Linked DNA regions of Sus scrofa: region 2 is linked to region 1. A link is a contact called in public Hi-C data. All regions are on one chromosome and are shown on one strand. Each heading gives the region's core, a stretch centred on a gene start, on an enhancer-like site or on the middle of the called end of the contact. The rest is flanking DNA. Distances are from core to core; before and after follow the strand shown. Region 1 overlaps LOC106505208. Region 2 holds the start of AKR1E2 (aldo-keto reductase family 1 member E2).

Region 1 (7,765 bases), core at 2,153-4,652:
TCAGCAGGGGAGGAGATGCGGGATATACTCGTGTAGTCATATAAGGCTCAGACTCCGTGATAAGATCAATTAGTCACACGTTTTAACACTCAGAGATCTAAAAACTACAATGGCAGATGAAAGAATGTTGCCAACCTAACTGACACGTAGTATGAATCCCTTTGTATAAACTGAAATACAAAGCGGCCTAGACGTCTAAAGATACCCGTGTGTGTAGTGAACACATAACATTGCAGGACCCACATGCCAGGGCCCCCCGATGGTTACCTCTGGGTGAGGAAGGGACATGGGACTTGGGGCTAAGAACAAAGGGAACTTCAGCTCTCTGATGTTTAAAAAAGATTGCGGCAAATATGATGGAATGCTACTGTTCATGTTGGGTGGTGAACAGAACATGATATCAACATGCATGTAATTAACATGTGGTAACACATAGGTCGACATAAAAGTAGTAACACAGGGGTCTTATTCTCCATGTGTTTCAGTATTTTTATTCATAACCAGTTTTTTTGTTTTTGTCTTTTTTTAGGGCCGCGCCCATGGCATATGGAAGTTCCCAGGCTAGGGGTCTAATCGGAGCTACCGCTGCCAGCCTACGCCACAGCCACAGCAACGCTGGAGCTGAGCCGTATCTGTGACCTACATCACAGCTCGTGGCAACACCAGATCCTTAAGCCACTCAGTGAGGCCAGAGATCCACCCACGTTTTCATGGATACTAGTCAGGTTCACCACCGCTGAGCCAGGACAGGAACTCCCCTTAACCGAAGTTTAATGCAGAAGAGCGACAAAGGGCAGAACTGTCTTTTAAAAAAAGAGAGATCTGCATGACCATTGTAAAGTGGGTTCTGTTTAAGACTCCCTCTCAGAACCTTTCTAGGCTGTTGGCAGAAAGTAAGTTAGTGCAACCACTGTGGAAAACAGTTTCCCTCAGAAAACTAAACATAGAACTTCCATTGACCCAGCATTCCCACTCCTGGGCATCCATCCAGAGAAAACTGTAATTCAAAAAGATACTGCACCCCAATGTTCATTGCAGCACGATTCACAATAGGTAAGACGTGGAAGCAACCTAAATGTCCACTGACAGACGAAGGGCTAAGGACGCGGTACATACACACGATGGAACACTACTCAGCCATAAAAAACCCAAAATGATGCCATTTGCAGCAACATGGATGCAGCTAGAGACTCTCATACTAAGTGGAGTAACTCAGAAAGAGAAAGACAAATACCATATGGTATCACTTACATGTGGGATCTAAAAAATGGCACAAATGATCCCATACACAAAACAGAAACAGACTCACAGACGTGGAGAACAGAGTTGTGGTTGCTGAGGGGGAAGAGAGGGATGGACTGGGAGTTTGGGGTTAGTAGGTGCAAACTGTTACACTTAGAGTGGATAAGCAGTGAGGTCCTGCTGTACAGCACAGGGAACTGTGTCCAATCACCTGCGATAGAACGCAATGGAAGATAATATGAAAACAAGAACACACACACACACACACACACTGGGTCACTTTGCTGTACAGCAGAAATTGACGGAACACTGTAAATCAACTATAGCTTAATTTTTTTTTTTTTTAAACGGTACCCTTTCAGCTTCCAAGCCTTCCTGGAGATCAAAGCTTGTTCCTCTAAACCGAGGCAGCACCTCACAGCAGGAAGACGCAGCCGCAGAGCCTGGGTGCCGCGTGCCCTCTGCAGGTGGGGATACTGGGAGGCTCGGGGAGGGAACAGGTCTCCCAGCAGTGTCTCCCTCTCCTGCTCACCCTCCCTCCGTGTCCCTGTCTCCAGCGAAGGAGGCAGAGTCTCCCCCTGCCCCAGCAGCCCTGCACAGAGATGCTACACGGGGTGACCTGCGGATGCGTCTAGATGAGTCTGTACAAGGCTGGAATTTGTTCAAAGCAAGACCACAGGCCCCCATTATAGTCACTTAAGCTAAGCCCCGTGTCACCAAACAGACTTCATTACTGCGGAAGCACTCCCCACGTGGAAGCAGCCGATGAGCACCAGTTATGCAACCTGCCTGACAGACCCCACACTCCCTAAAGGAAAGTGACCTTGCAATTACCAACCTACATTTTGTCTAGAATAACTTTCTGGACCCGGCTTCCTGTCGCCCATAAACGTCTCTCATTTGGGACATCGTTTTGGACTTTTCCTTGCTTCCTTCCTTCCATTTTTCTGCTGGACTCACTGCATATGGAAGTTCTTGGGGCCAATGATTGAATTTGAGTGGCAGCTGCAGCCACACCCAATCCTTTAACCCACTACCCCAGGCCAGGGATCAAACCTGAACCTCCGCAGCGACCCGAGCTGCTGCAGTTGAATTCTCAAGCCACCTTGCCATAGTGGGAACTCCTCAGACCACCTTTCTACCTGCCAGACTGAATGCTGCCTGGTTTGAATGGATTTCCTGAAATAAACTCTTATAGCTTTTAATACGCCCAAGTTTAATTTTTAACAAGTCCTCTGGGACTTGAAGGATGACTCTGCTACCCGCTTCCTCCCTGGGTTGCTTTGTCGGAACCACTGCTCACACTTTCTTTCCAGGGGCAGCACCCTTCACGTTAAGTGTTGGAGTTTCCTTATTCAGGAAAACGAGCCTAAGCCTGGCTCCCATCACAAAGCCCACCAGCTCACACTGTGAGCAGCTGTGCCATCCCACGTTCCTTGGGCAGCCTGGTGCGTAAAGACTTCCAGAGCCTGGCGGCTTTGCTTTTTCTCTTTTCTCAGTGTGGGTACCACATGGAGCTGACAGCTAAACCCGTTAGGTAGGCGTCAAAGTCCTGCGATCTCTGGCAGTTTGAATGCAAACATGTCTTAAGTTGGTCCCGACTAAACAGAGCGCCTCCTAAAAGCCTGATGTCTCCAAACCACGAATAAAGGGAGGAGAGTCCTGATGAGTTTCTGCTACAGGCATTTCCTTCTTCAGATGGAATTTTACCCCCCAGCAGCTGGTCTCCAGGAAGGCAGTTCTCGTGAACCACAGACCTCAGAGACGAGAACGGGCCACGGAAGTCGGAGCTGGTGTAAAGCAGTTTAGCTCCTGCTTCCTGCCCGATCAGTGGAGAAAACTCCATTGCTTCTTGGTGTTGACTGAATCCTGCCACTCCTTCTGCTTTGGATCAGACACTGGATAAGACAAGAAACAGGAACCTTCTCTCAGCCCTTAGTCCACTCCCCCCCCCCCTCCTTCCATCCATCCTTTTTTCACCAGTTATTCTATTGCAGGTTCTCTGCTGGGCACCGAGGAAGCCAAAAACACCCTAAGCGCAAAAGCTAACACCCCAGACAAACATCCACACAAATTCTGGCCCTGAAGGACCAGAGCCCAGTTCGCAGGGAGCAGAGGGAGGAAGTGCATCTGGAAACGGGTTGGGAGAGACGCCCGAGCCCCAAACAGGAAGGAAGCCGCAACTCTGCTCTGGGAGGGAAGGGGAGGTGACGGTGACCGTTTCGCGAGTCCTGGGTTAATAAGTACGACCGCATTCGTTTTTACATCTGTGGTGCCGGCTAGTTTCCAAAGCTGTGTAAGGGCTTGGATTGTGCGGCCACGCTTTTCCAGGGCGAGCGGGAACTTGCTAAAGACGCCCCGAGGCGGCTTCTCTTCTGTTCTGTTCTTTTCTCCCAAACACGGAAACAAACGGGAAGTTTGATGCCGTGGTTTTCCCTGTGTAAAGCGTTCACTGCAGGCCTTTCCGGCACTTATCGTTGCACAGACCTGGAGGGGACTTGTGCAAAGGGCCAGACTGGGCCACGCAGGGAGCACGGGATTTTGCTTATGAGCCTCTGGGAACCTACGCCGTGCAGAACACGCATGGGTGATTTGAAAAACTGGAATTAATTGAGCCGTAGGGGTGACAAAAATCTCTCAGAGGCTACCTTCAAAGCGTCTAATCGTTTGGTTTTTGTCCTTCTTCTTTCGGGGAGTCCGAGGGATCCCCTGCTTCTTTAAAAAAAGCTGCAGAGCGGATTCAGCAAAAATAGGATTTAGTTCTATTTAAAGGCCAACTGAAAATGGGGTAAGCGCAGCACAGGGAGAAGCTGGAGGCTCAGAGGAGGGGAGAGGAAGAGAGAGCTCGGGTGGGAAATGGGGGTGGGGGGCACCAGGTCCTGCTTGTCGGGATTTCCAAGCCCGCCCACCATTTTCGGGGGCCTCCCCCAAGAGAAGACCGGCCAAAGCGCTCAGAACAGACGGAAGGGCCCAGTGTCCAACCACTACGGCACCGATCAAGCCCTCTTACCTGCAGGGCTGGAAGACATCAAAGCCCACACCTGGAGCCCAGAAGTCACACCTGGAAGGCAGCCCCGCATCCGCTCCGCGCGGCTCCAAGCAGGTGGCCCAATGGCGGAGACTCGCTAAACCAAATGACACCTCTAATAACAAGGAAACAGTGACCCGAGACGGGGGACTGTCTTATGTGGACACCCTGTTTCACGGAAACAAATACGACAAGCGCCCAGGCCAGCCTACAACATGTCCCTTGACGTTCTAGCAACACTTCATCGATTTACCTGACTGCCTGTGATGGCGAGGCCATTCTGCGAGGGGGGCTCTGCCTGGCCACAGAGGAAGAAGACCCAAAGCAAGGCAGCCGCCCACCCGAGGCAAACCCGGGGGCTCTGCTCAGGGTGGTGGGGATGCCGCGGGGCGGGGTCGCTGCCCCGTATGGGAGCAAAACGGAGTCCAAGGCTGGCAGAACCCCGACCGCATCCACCGGAGACTCAACAGAACCAACCACGATTTCAAAGATGGGCTTTTGGTTTGCACTGAACTTAAGTCTCCAGCCAATCACTCAACACAGACCCCGCCGTTCTCTTGTTTCTGGTCCAACGTCTCTAACTCCCCTCCCTTGTGAGATCACTGCAGGAGAGGACAACCTTCGCCATCTAACTTTGCAAAAAATCACTCAAACCTTCCAACCCTTGTTAACACCCCCCACCCCCCAGTCTTAACAACCCCGTCCTGAGAAGACACCTGCAGGCGGGGACCGAAGGAGGGAGGAGGAGGAGAGGGGCGGCGGGAGTGCTGGCACAGAGCAGCCTGGGTGGGCGACGGGGCTCCCCGGCCTTCCCTCCGCCCCTCGCTCCCAGTGAAAAGGATGCAGACTGTGCAGACGGCGCTGGAGCTAAGACCAAAAATCCTTTCAGGGCTCCGCTCATGCAGGGCCTTTGTGAAAGCTGTATCCATTTTTCCTGGACCCAAGACTCATTCCCTTTCTGGGTTTGTTTCCATGGGGGAGGCTGACAATCCGACCCAAAGCACCTCTGCTTTTACTTCTGAGATCCACTCGCCCCCCGAGTCAAGTGACGTCTTAATGTGCTCTTGGAGACCCTCGCACTGCAGCCGCCCCGAGGCTGGAGCCAGGCCCTGGGTGTCGCCGCCTGTAATCCCAGCACCCGCCTGGCGCAGGGTGCTTGCTGAACGAGGGGCAGGAGAACCGGGGTTTTTCGGAATCGTGTCTGGCCCTGGGTACCCACCGCCGGGGGAGGGAGGTCTGCTGGCTCCCACAGGTCTTTCCAATTACATCTGGCCCCTGCGTCCACTCTGCACAGAGGAAGGAGCCAGAACATCCCAGCAGGTTTTTACAGACATTGCCAGGTGGACACTGAGCCTCAAGCAGCAGGACTGTAGGCGAAGCTGGGTGGGGACACCAAGGGGTCTGAGATCGCACACCCAGCCGGGAGGGGCTGGCTTTGCGCGTGTTTGACATCTGGGGTTTGAACTTGAGCTGCACCTCGAGATGGAGGTGGGGGCGGCAGTGGGGGCGGTAAGTGACCATGCCCCCCGCCTCCAGCCTGTGCACAACACAAGGGAAGGAGCCCTCCATACAGACTTCTAGAACCTCCTGGCCCAGATGCTGGTCCACCCCAGTTCTGCTCCCACAGCTGCCCCAAGACCCACTGCGTTGGCGTTTCTGACCTTTGACCCAGCAGCGATCGGGGTGACATGGCACCCGGGCCACCTCAGACCTGTCGGCAGTGTCTGGAGGGCGAGAGAGGCTGCAGCGCCCAGTCCTCCAGCCAGAAAGTCAGCAAAACCGGGAGATAAAAGTGTGGCGGCTTCCACATTGGGAACCAGCCCAGGGCAGCACGGAGCAGACCCTCTGTGACGCTCTGTGACGCCCCCTAAGGCTGGTCCTGCCCTCCCCCATACCTCCCAGGGTGGTGGACCGGCCCAGCCTGCCCACCAGACTCACCTCTGACTGCCTACCCGAGGCAGGGACCGGCCACCTCTGGAGGGCGTCTGTCCCCTCTTGGTACAACTCTGAGATGCGAGTGATGCTCTTACCCACAGGCCCTCACACTGTCCTTGGGATGCAAGCCTGTCTTCCTCCCACTCGGCGGTCAGTCCTGCAAAGAATGAGGGTGGAGGCTGCTGAGCTTGGTCGCCTCCGGCTGTCACAACAGAGCAGCAGGCTGGGGGCTCACACGGTCACCTCTCACTGTTCTGGGGGCCGCACCTCCCAGACCCAGGTGTGTGGCTCTGGCCTGGGGAGAGCCCACGGCCCCGCCTGCTGAGGGCCACCTTCTCCACGGGGCCTCGCGGGGCCCAGGGAGGCAGCTCTGGTCTCGTCCTTCCAAAGAGAAAACAAATCCATGACCCGTGTGTCCTCTCTAACCCCAGAGGCCCCACCTCCACTGCCCTGTAACCGAGCAGGGCCCTGCAAATCCTCGGGGGGGGGGGGGCTCATGACCTCCGCCTGCCTTTTTAACTACAGAAAAACTTTAGTCAAAGAATCAATTTAATCAGAGAAGTAACAAAATGCAGAGAAAAAGGAAGGCAAGCAAGACAGGATATGATCGCTCAGCCATTCAACAAATCAAGGACCTTTAGTGCGTGCTTCTTCAAGGATTATGGAGACTATGCTGAGCCGTGTCCTTGGGGCTGTGTTTCAGGTGCTGAAGCCCCACCAGGTGGAAGAAGTCAACTGTGTGCCACCCGCAAGCATGGAGACCCCGGAGTGGTGGGAACCCGAAGGCGGATGATGCTGATGCCCAATGACCTCACCACCAGCCAATCAGGAAGCGCCCACGAGCTGACCACGCCCCGCTCCCTGAACCATCATCACCAAGACGCCTCACCATCCCAAGGGCAGCACAGTCCTTGAGATACTAGCCTGCGGTGTCCCCTCTTTGCCTGGAAATTAAAGCTACTTTTTCTGTCTCCTCCAACTCTGTCTCTGTGTTTCTATTCGGCACCGGTGCTCAGAGGCAGCCGAGATTTTGGCAACACCCTCACGGTGGGGGTTAATGTGGCAACATAAGGATTGGGGGCCATGGACGCCCAGCCTGTAACATTATTATTATTAAGCTCCCATTCCTCTTTTTTTGTCTTTTGTCATTTTAAGGCTGCACCTGTGGCATATGGAGGTTCCCAGGCTAGGGGTCGAATCAGAGCTGTAGCCGCCAGCCTACACCACAGCCACAGCAACACGGGATCCAAGCCACGTCTGCGACCTACACCATAGCTCACAGCAATGCTGGATCCCCAACCCACTGAGCGAGGCCAGGGATCGAACCCGAGTCCTCACGGGTACTAGTCGGATTTGTTAACCACTGGGCCACAACGGGAACTCCTAAGCTCCTGTTTCTTGAGCTGCCACTTTGTGACATGGGAACGGTCCTGGGGATTGAGTTCTTTCTTTGTTTTTCAGACAAAAGGTTCTGAGTGATCAGACCATTTATTCAAGGTGTCTGCACGTCTCAGAACAGCCGAGCCAGTCCATTCCGCATTCCTTGTCTGGAAAGGCGCC
Region 2 (7,765 bases), core at 3,140-5,639, 390 kb after region 1:
GCAGGCCGACTTCACCAGGGACTTCTTATGGCAGGTGCACCAGAGCTACAGGGAGGGGACGGAAGCGGTGACACACATGCCCACAGCCTGGCTCATGTTAACACACCTCGCCTGATCCCACAAACCAGGGTCTGGAGGGCACATGACATCCAAGACCCGATGGCAATAAAGACAACAGGGCAGGGGCGCTACCTCAGACGGTTCCAGGACACCCCCGGGAGGGAACGGCAAGGCGGGGCCCCTTCTGCCTGATGCCCGCTGGAGGACCTGGACGACACTGGGAAGTACTTTACAGGAGGGCTGTCTGGTTCTTTGGGACCCAAAGCAAAACCAAACCCCCAAAATGCCCACAGGCAGAAAAGATTTGAGGAAAAAAAGTCAGAAGAATTTCTATCTTGTGTTTCCCACTTAAAGAGAATTCATATTAAAGGTTCTCTACCATCACTTGGGCTCATAAACATGCAGGTTAAACTGAGTACGTTTAGATATTTCCATCCATACCCTCTGCTAGGTAGAAAATTTGTAATTTCTTTTTGTCAGCATTGTTTCCCTCGGAAGCTAATCTGAAGGCTCCATCACAGCAAGAGAAAAAAAACCAAAAAACAAAAATAAGTAAAAGAAAGAGGATTGAAAGATACAAAAACAAACCACAGTGTATTAAAAAGAGAGAGAGGAAAACTGGAACTAAATGCATCACACTGTCAGCAACAGTACTCTCTCGATGGTATTTACATGATTTATTTTTTTTAAGTTATATTTCCGTGACTTCCAAATTTCGAGGATAGAGATGACACTTCCACGGCTGGCTCTGATCCACTCAGAGCCACCTGTCACCAACTTAGGGGCGAGCCTGCGAAAGACCCGTTACCGACACCCACATAATGATCAGGAGATCAGTCAAGTTCACCCCGAGGCCTCTTCCTGAGCAGCCCTCCAAGCTAGCTTTAGACAGCACGGATGAAGCACCGAGAGTAACTCAGAGTGACCCAGAAGAGCAAATCCACTACTGAAGCAACCGTACATCCTGCCAATTATGGAAACGGAGGCCGGGAAATCACTCAGGACACGTCAGATCCCCAGTCTCATCTTTTTGTCTTTTTACGGCCCCACCCACAGCACATGGAAAGTCTTCAGCTAGGGGTCTAGCCGGAGTTGCAGCTGCTGGCCTACACCACAGCCATAGCCACACCGGATCCAAGTCACATCTTCGACCTGTGCCTTCGATCACGCCCCTGGGTGATCCTTAACCCACTGATAGAGGCCAGGGATTGAACCCGTATCCTCACAGAAGCTATGCTGGGTTCTTAAGCCGCTGAGCCACAGTGGGAACTCCTGAAATATTTGTAAAAGCTCTGCATGTATTCTTGAAGCAGTACTCACGGACATCCCCATTCAAGCAGGGATGGAGTCACCCTCTGCTGGGAGGAGACGGAAAGCCCCCCACGTGCCGTGCCCACCCCCTCTCGGCCCAGCCCAGGGGGGCTCTGCGCCCTACCCTCTCGCAGGGGGTCCTACCTTGCTGACAATGAACAGGTCCTCCCGTCTCACCACGCCCTCGTCGATCTTGGCCTGGATCCCCACTCCGACCTCGTTCTCATTGTGGTACAAGTAGGCGCAGTCGAAGTGTCGATAGCCCGTGTCGATGGCCACTTTCACCGCCTCCGTCACCTCCCCCGGAGCGGCCTACAGAATGAATGAAGCAGAAGTAATCGGCCAACACTCGGGAGAGCCTGGCCCAGGCCTGCCCCTTTCACGCTAGAACAATGCAGCATCAGCAGTAGCTGCAAAAGGACGCTACTGCCTCGGTACATGAGTCCATCGTAAAATTAGGGAGTGTCGTTCGGAAAGAATTCACAGATTATCTACGATCAAATTCCTTTACTTATGTGGGGAAATGCTACATTTTCAGTCATTTTAGTGCCTGTAAATAACTGAGCTAGATGCTGTGCTTCCAGGCTGGACAAAGGAATAAATGGATTTAGGAGGAACAATGACCATGAATGAGATGCAAGGAGGTAATAGACGCACCCCCACCCCACAAAGCCCGTCAGCCCAGAGGTAAAGCTAGACAGGTGCGCTCAAAGGTAATCCATCCCACGGAGCATCTGCCAGAACCCAAAGGAACAGAGTGTGGACGTGTGGGAAAGAAGGCTCCCTGAAACAGGGTTGCTCAAGCAGGCGAGGGGCCTGGAACTCAGGGAAGAGGCACAGGATGGGGCGCGGGATCACTGCACCCAGCGTTCCCAGAGGGCTTCGCAGCTCACAAGGCGCTTTCTCACGTGAACGTCACATGACCCCACAAGACGCACCAGTACAAGGATCTTCACGTAACAAGAACATGGTCAGAGTGGCTGAGCGCTAATGAACCCAGTGTCCATCTCGAGTTAGAAGGACCACGGAGAAATTACAAGGGAAGAGAAAATGAAAATAAGAATGAGTATCAACAATGGGTAGGGAAAATCGACAAGGCCAGAGGTTAGTTCTTTGAAACCCCTTAATAAAGGAGACAAACTTTTTTTTTTTGGGGGGTGCACACCCAAGGCATATGGAAGTTCCCCAGGCCAGGGAGGGAATCCTAGCTGCATTTGCGCCCTACAACACTGCAGCTGCAGAAACACCAGATCCTTAACCCAGTGCACCAGGCTGGGGATCAAACCTGCAACACCACAGAGACAACGCTGGATTTAACCTGATGCCAACCCACAGCAGGAATTCCCAAGGAGACAAACTTTTGACAAGACTGAGAAGACTGATTGTTTTAAATGACGTGAAAGAACATCCAATGCTTTCACTGACATGTGGAATCTGAAGAAAGGACAGACGGACGGAACTTCTTTGCAAAACAGATGCTGACTCACAGACATTGAAAAACTTATGGTCTCTGGAGGAGACAGTTTGGGGGGTGGGGGGATGTGCCTGGACTGTGGGATGGAAATCCTGTGAAATCAGATTGTTATGATCATTATACAACTACAGATGTGATCAATTCATTTGAGTAATAAAAAAAATGGAAGAAGGAAAAAATAAATAAGTAAATAAATGACATGAAAGAAAAGCAGTACATGTAGATTAAAAAAAAGAGAGAGAGATTTAACATCTAAGAACCTGGGAGTTCCCGTTGTGGCTCAGTGGGTTAAGGACCCGATGTTGTCTCTGTGAGGATGCTGGTTTGATCCCTGGTCTTGTTCAGTGGGTTAAGAATTTGGTGCTGTCACAAGCAGCTATGGCGTAGCCCAGCTGCAGCTCTGATCTGACCCCTAGGCTGGGAACTTCCATACGTCTCAGGTGCGGCTGTAAAAAGAAAGAAATAAAATAAAATATAAGAAACTATTATCAATGACTAGAAGCTGATAATTTGGAATGAAATGGAAAAATTCCTAGAAAAACTTAAGAAGTAAAGTTCTATAATTGAACTGAACTGTCCTGTAATTATTTTTAAAATGAAGCAATTAAATACAACACACACATAGCTGCAAAAAAATTACAGGTTAGAATTCACCCCACTTTATAACAAAATCCTTCCAACAAAAGAAAAAGAGGAAATAATTCCAATTCATTCTGCCAAACCGCGATGAATTAAACCACATTCCTGACCTCTACGAGTTGATAAGTGAATAGAAGAAATAATTTGAATAATATTTTAACGAGCAAGGGTTGATCATTCTAATTCCTACCCATCCAATAACTTCCTATGTGACTTCTTAAATGAGTATCTTTTTATCAAAACCTAAGGGGTTTTCTGCATTTTTTTTAAAGCAAATAGGAAAGCCTTTTTAGTTAGTGCTGTGTCTAAAGTCCTGACAGCAATTAGAAAGTCCAAAGTAGAGAAAAAGGTCCAAAGTGCCTCCGCTATCAGGTTTTCACACCCAGAAGAAGGCAAAGTTTCAAAGTTTCTTTTCAAAATTAAGTTGGCGATGACAGCGTTTCCTTGTCTTTTTGAGACAGACATTTCTCCATCTCCCGGTTGTCTGCTGCTCTGATCTGTCAGGTAACTGCCAATCTTCCTGCCCAAATTCAAGCTGGACAACCTTTTCTTCTGGACTTTCCCAGACATTATTTCTGAATAATTATGATTGGGACTCAATATGAAATACCATAAGGACAACCCTCATTTTCAGAAAATCTGCTGCCTAAATATTCCATCTTTCAAACACAGCAAGAGCCCTCCCCCCCCGGGGGGGGGGGCAGGTGCGGGCGACCAGCTGGTCCTGTGGAGGCTGCGGCAGGCGTCTCCTCCGAGGGGTCCAGGCGGGTGCCCCCACCCCAGGTGGCCCCGCAGGTGCCCCCCGCCCACGTCAGCGCGCGCCAAGGAAAGGCGCCGCCCCTCCCGGACGGCGAGGCTGCCTCACCTGCCAGGTGCCCAGGCCCAGGACAGGTATCTTCTCCATTGTTCAGATCAGGTCTGGGGCTGCCGCGCGACTCCAGAGGGACGCCACCTAAGGGGACAGCCAGTTTAGGGGGCGGCACCGTGGCGGACACAGGTGGCCTGATTGGCTGACTGGCGGAGGTAGCTGGTTAGTGGGCGGGGCACTCAGGCAGTGGCCACGCCCACGAGCGCAGAGGCCGCTGGTTGGGCGTCCGGGAGTGGTTGTGCGCACGCGCCGGCACCGGCGCGGGGCATCGGGACCTCGGCAGGAGCCGACCCACCGCCCGTCTTCTAGCAACTCTCCAGCGGCTCTCTGCTTCCGGACTTGAAGATGCCGGCTGCTGAGCAGGGATCCGGAGGTCCCAGGGTCGTCTGGGCCAGGGCAGTCCCAGGGCAGCGGGAAGAGGACAGGATCTGGGGCCTTGTGTCCACCAATGAGTGCCTTGGAGGAGGGTAAGCCCCCGACAGTCCTGCTCCCATGGCGACACTCCTACTCCACCCTCCCAAGAGATAGGAGGGAAGGCCTGCTTCCTCCTCCACAAATTGATGTGTTGGGTCGGACCCCGAGAGTCTCACAGGCTCGTAGAAGAGTTTTTGGCCTTGGTTCTCCATTGGTGACTTGCCAAAATAAATACATGCAGGATGCGAGGTCCCCTGACACCCCCACCCCTAGAGCCCACAGGGACCTCACTGACTTGATGACCCTGCAAGGATGTGTTTTAATTTCTGTTTCCTGCCCGGCGCCGCAGTGCTGGCGCTGACCAGCAGAGGGCGGTTGTGCCCATTGTCGTCAACGGAGTAACTGGCTCTGGAAAGGACACCCAGGGTCATTCTGGGTGTCCCCCTGCCTCCTCTTATTATTAGCCTCCATCTCCACAGAATGAGCTGCTCGGAGGGTGGAAGGGGCCCCGAGATCCTTTTATTATTCATTCATCAATTGTGCTCTCAGCACTCACCCCGAGTTGGGGTCTTGTGAAGTCTGTGGGTGGGGCTGAAAGGCCCCACGTGGTCCCTGCCCCGCCCAGGAACTCAGAGACCCTACAGGGAGGTGGACCAAAGCAGAAAAGCAAATCCGTGCGCAAGAGGAGAGCACGTGCTCTAGGGAAATAAATTGGGAGCGGGAAAGAGGGCCAGGAGCTCCTGGTGACCAGAACGACCAGAGGCGCCAGCCCTGGGCACATCTGCCAGCGGCGTGGGGCCCAGAGGTGCAGAGGAGAATTTGGCCCGGGAAGGAGGTAGGACAAGAGCCGGCCTGGGTGACTAGAGCCCGCGCGCGTGGGGAGGAGGGAGGGGAGAGGGCAGGGTCAGATCCTCAGCCTGAAAGGAAGTACTAGCAAGTCTGTTGCCCTGTGACAGCATCATGCTAACTCAGTGGCTTTCAAGAACAAGCATTACAAGAATAAGCATCTCAGTTTCTGTGACCAGCCTCCAGGCTCTGCTCAGCTGGGAGCCTCTGCCCCTCGGTCTCCAGGGCACTGGGCCCTGCTCCCAAAGCCACCCCCCCCCCTCCCGGTTGCCCACATGTTATTTGCAGGGTTCAGGTTGCCTGGAGGTCAGTTGCTGAGCCCTCTCTTGGTTCTTTGCAATGGTGGGCAGGGGGTACTCAGGACAGAGCAAGCAAGACAGGGTCACTGACTTTCTGTATGTCCTCTGAGGTGAGAGCCCATTACCTTTATCCTCTTCTGTTGGTTAGAAGCCAGTGTCTAAGTTGAACCCACCCTCTGGGGGAGGGATTACACGTGCCTGCGAACCCGGACACAGAGGGCCGCTTAGGGGAGCAAGATAAGGCCCTTGGGGGCCTGATTCTAAATGTGGGGGGTCCTTGGAGAGTTTCATGCGAGAGAAGGCGAGGAGCGAATTTCATTTCAGCCTCCCCAAGGGACAAACTAGGACACGAGGCCAAGAGGGGAGGTGTCTCTCAGGAGATCACGGCAGAACCGACGCCTGTTTTGAGCTGAATGCCAGCTACATTCCCATCCCTCCCTGGTTTGTAGCCTTCCACCTCTGAGTCTGTACATTGGTCACATGTGGCGTCACCCCTGGGGTCTCGTGGTCTTGACTGTTACAGGCCTAATGACGCCCGGAAGCAGAGGCTGGTGAGGTCCTCACTGTGCAGACCCCGCGTGTTGGGGGTGGGCAGCAGGCTGTGGGGCTTCAGGCTGGGGCCTTGCCCTCGAGTGGCCCGGGTCTCAATGGCCAGGAGTCGGGCTCCTCCCTCCCTCTGCCTCCACCAATCGGCTCCTCCCTGGCCGGTTGCACAACTGCTTTTCATATATTTGGGGGAAAATTCTTTATATATTGCTCTGACTTCACATAATGGCCATGAGTATTTTTTCACTTTCCTGCTGTTAACATACATTATTTCACTCGACCCCCCCCCCGCCCCCGGCCCTGGTCCACCCCTGCATGAAGACAGGTCACCCCTAAGCTGGATGCTACCTCTGTGTACCTGCTGAAATGTCACTGACACTCGGAAGGTCCTGGGCCTGCTGGAGAGAAGGGGGGCGCTTTCCCCCTCTGTGGCACAGCCGTGTGTCTTTGGAATTCCCGTCACCTCTCTGTTCCTGGGTTTGCTCCTGTGGAAACGGGGGTGCTACAAGGTCCAAACTCAGAGGCATCCTGCCAGGGCTGAGTGGTGCGAGGCACCAGGAGCACCGAGCCTGTGTCCAGCTCTGGAGAGGACGTGGCCGTTCTTAGATGCCCTGTGCTTCAAGCCTCACTTGCCCTGTGACCTCGGGTGAGGCTCTTACGCTTGTAAAGGCGCTTTCACGCTCTGTCTGGGGACAGTGTTCCTGTCCCGGGTGTGGCCAGAGTGGGGATCCCTGGGGATGAGGGCTCCAGGTTGACGCAGACATCTGAGAAGCTGCATGGCAGCAAGAGTACAGAGCACCTGCCGTGCACAGGCGCTTGCCAGGCACTTAGCTGAGCTCAGTGGACAGAGGAGACAAAACCCTTGCCCCCCCCAAGAGGGGCTTCCATTCAGGTCTGGAGTCCGCCAGTCCCCCTGGACGCCATGGCAGGTAGTGGACACATGTGAGGCTCTCCTGACCTCCCCTGGGGTGGGGGTCCCTCTGCCCTTGTTGTCAGGAGGACAGGCCCTGGGAACAACTGAAGAAGTGAGCAGGCAATGACAGAGGGCCCCCTCTCCACGGTGGTGACATTTGGGGCCTGAGGGAGGTGCTGGACAGAACCCTGGCTCCCTAAGGTCCTGCGGTTCCTGCTAGAGCACTGAGGCGGGGGAGGGGGGAGCTTCTCCTGCAGGAGGAAAGGAGTTGGGGGGCTGTGGTCCCAGGCCCCAGGGAGCAGAGGGGAGGCTGGGGGCTCAGAGCCACCTGAGAATCCATCCCCTTTGCAGCCCCGCCCTGCCTGCCCCCTCCCCAATCTGAGGGCCCACCCAGG

Evidence for each region. Hi-C and Micro-C count contacts between places; a contact is called where the count stands out from the background.
Region 2: a contact with region 1 is called in a Hi-C map of embryonic fibroblasts, with 5 times the contacts expected there. The contact joins the promoter of AKR1E2 here to the enhancer-like site in region 1. A contact is called at or near these places in 2 of 5 promoter capture datasets (fetal skeletal muscle and liver), 7 of 47 Hi-C or Micro-C datasets (embryonic fibroblasts, fibroblasts, heart right ventricle and 4 more) and 1 of 2 datasets of contacts at active chromatin or transcription factors (alveolar macrophages).

What each region holds. Positions count from the first base shown.
Region 1 is chr10:65,304,324-65,312,088 of Sscrofa11.1, forward strand. LOC106505208 reads right to left here. Exons shown (of 6, transcript XR_001299386.2): 4 at 6,209-6,362. Among named protein-coding and RNA genes, the nearest start is that of ASB13, 34 kb to the left of the region's middle. Within about 2 kb of position 3,403, at least 6 of the 83 cell types and tissues checked have an H3K27ac peak or open chromatin away from gene starts, as enhancers often do. A contact at or near this core is called in alveolar macrophages, embryonic fibroblasts and retroperitoneal adipose tissue, where this site is marked.
Region 2 is chr10:65,689,060-65,696,824 of Sscrofa11.1, forward strand. It overlaps AKR1E2 (aldo-keto reductase family 1 member E2), which reads right to left and starts at 4,390. Exons shown (of 11, transcript NR_145511.1): 1 at 4,350-4,390; 2 at 1,516-1,683; 3 at 1-45.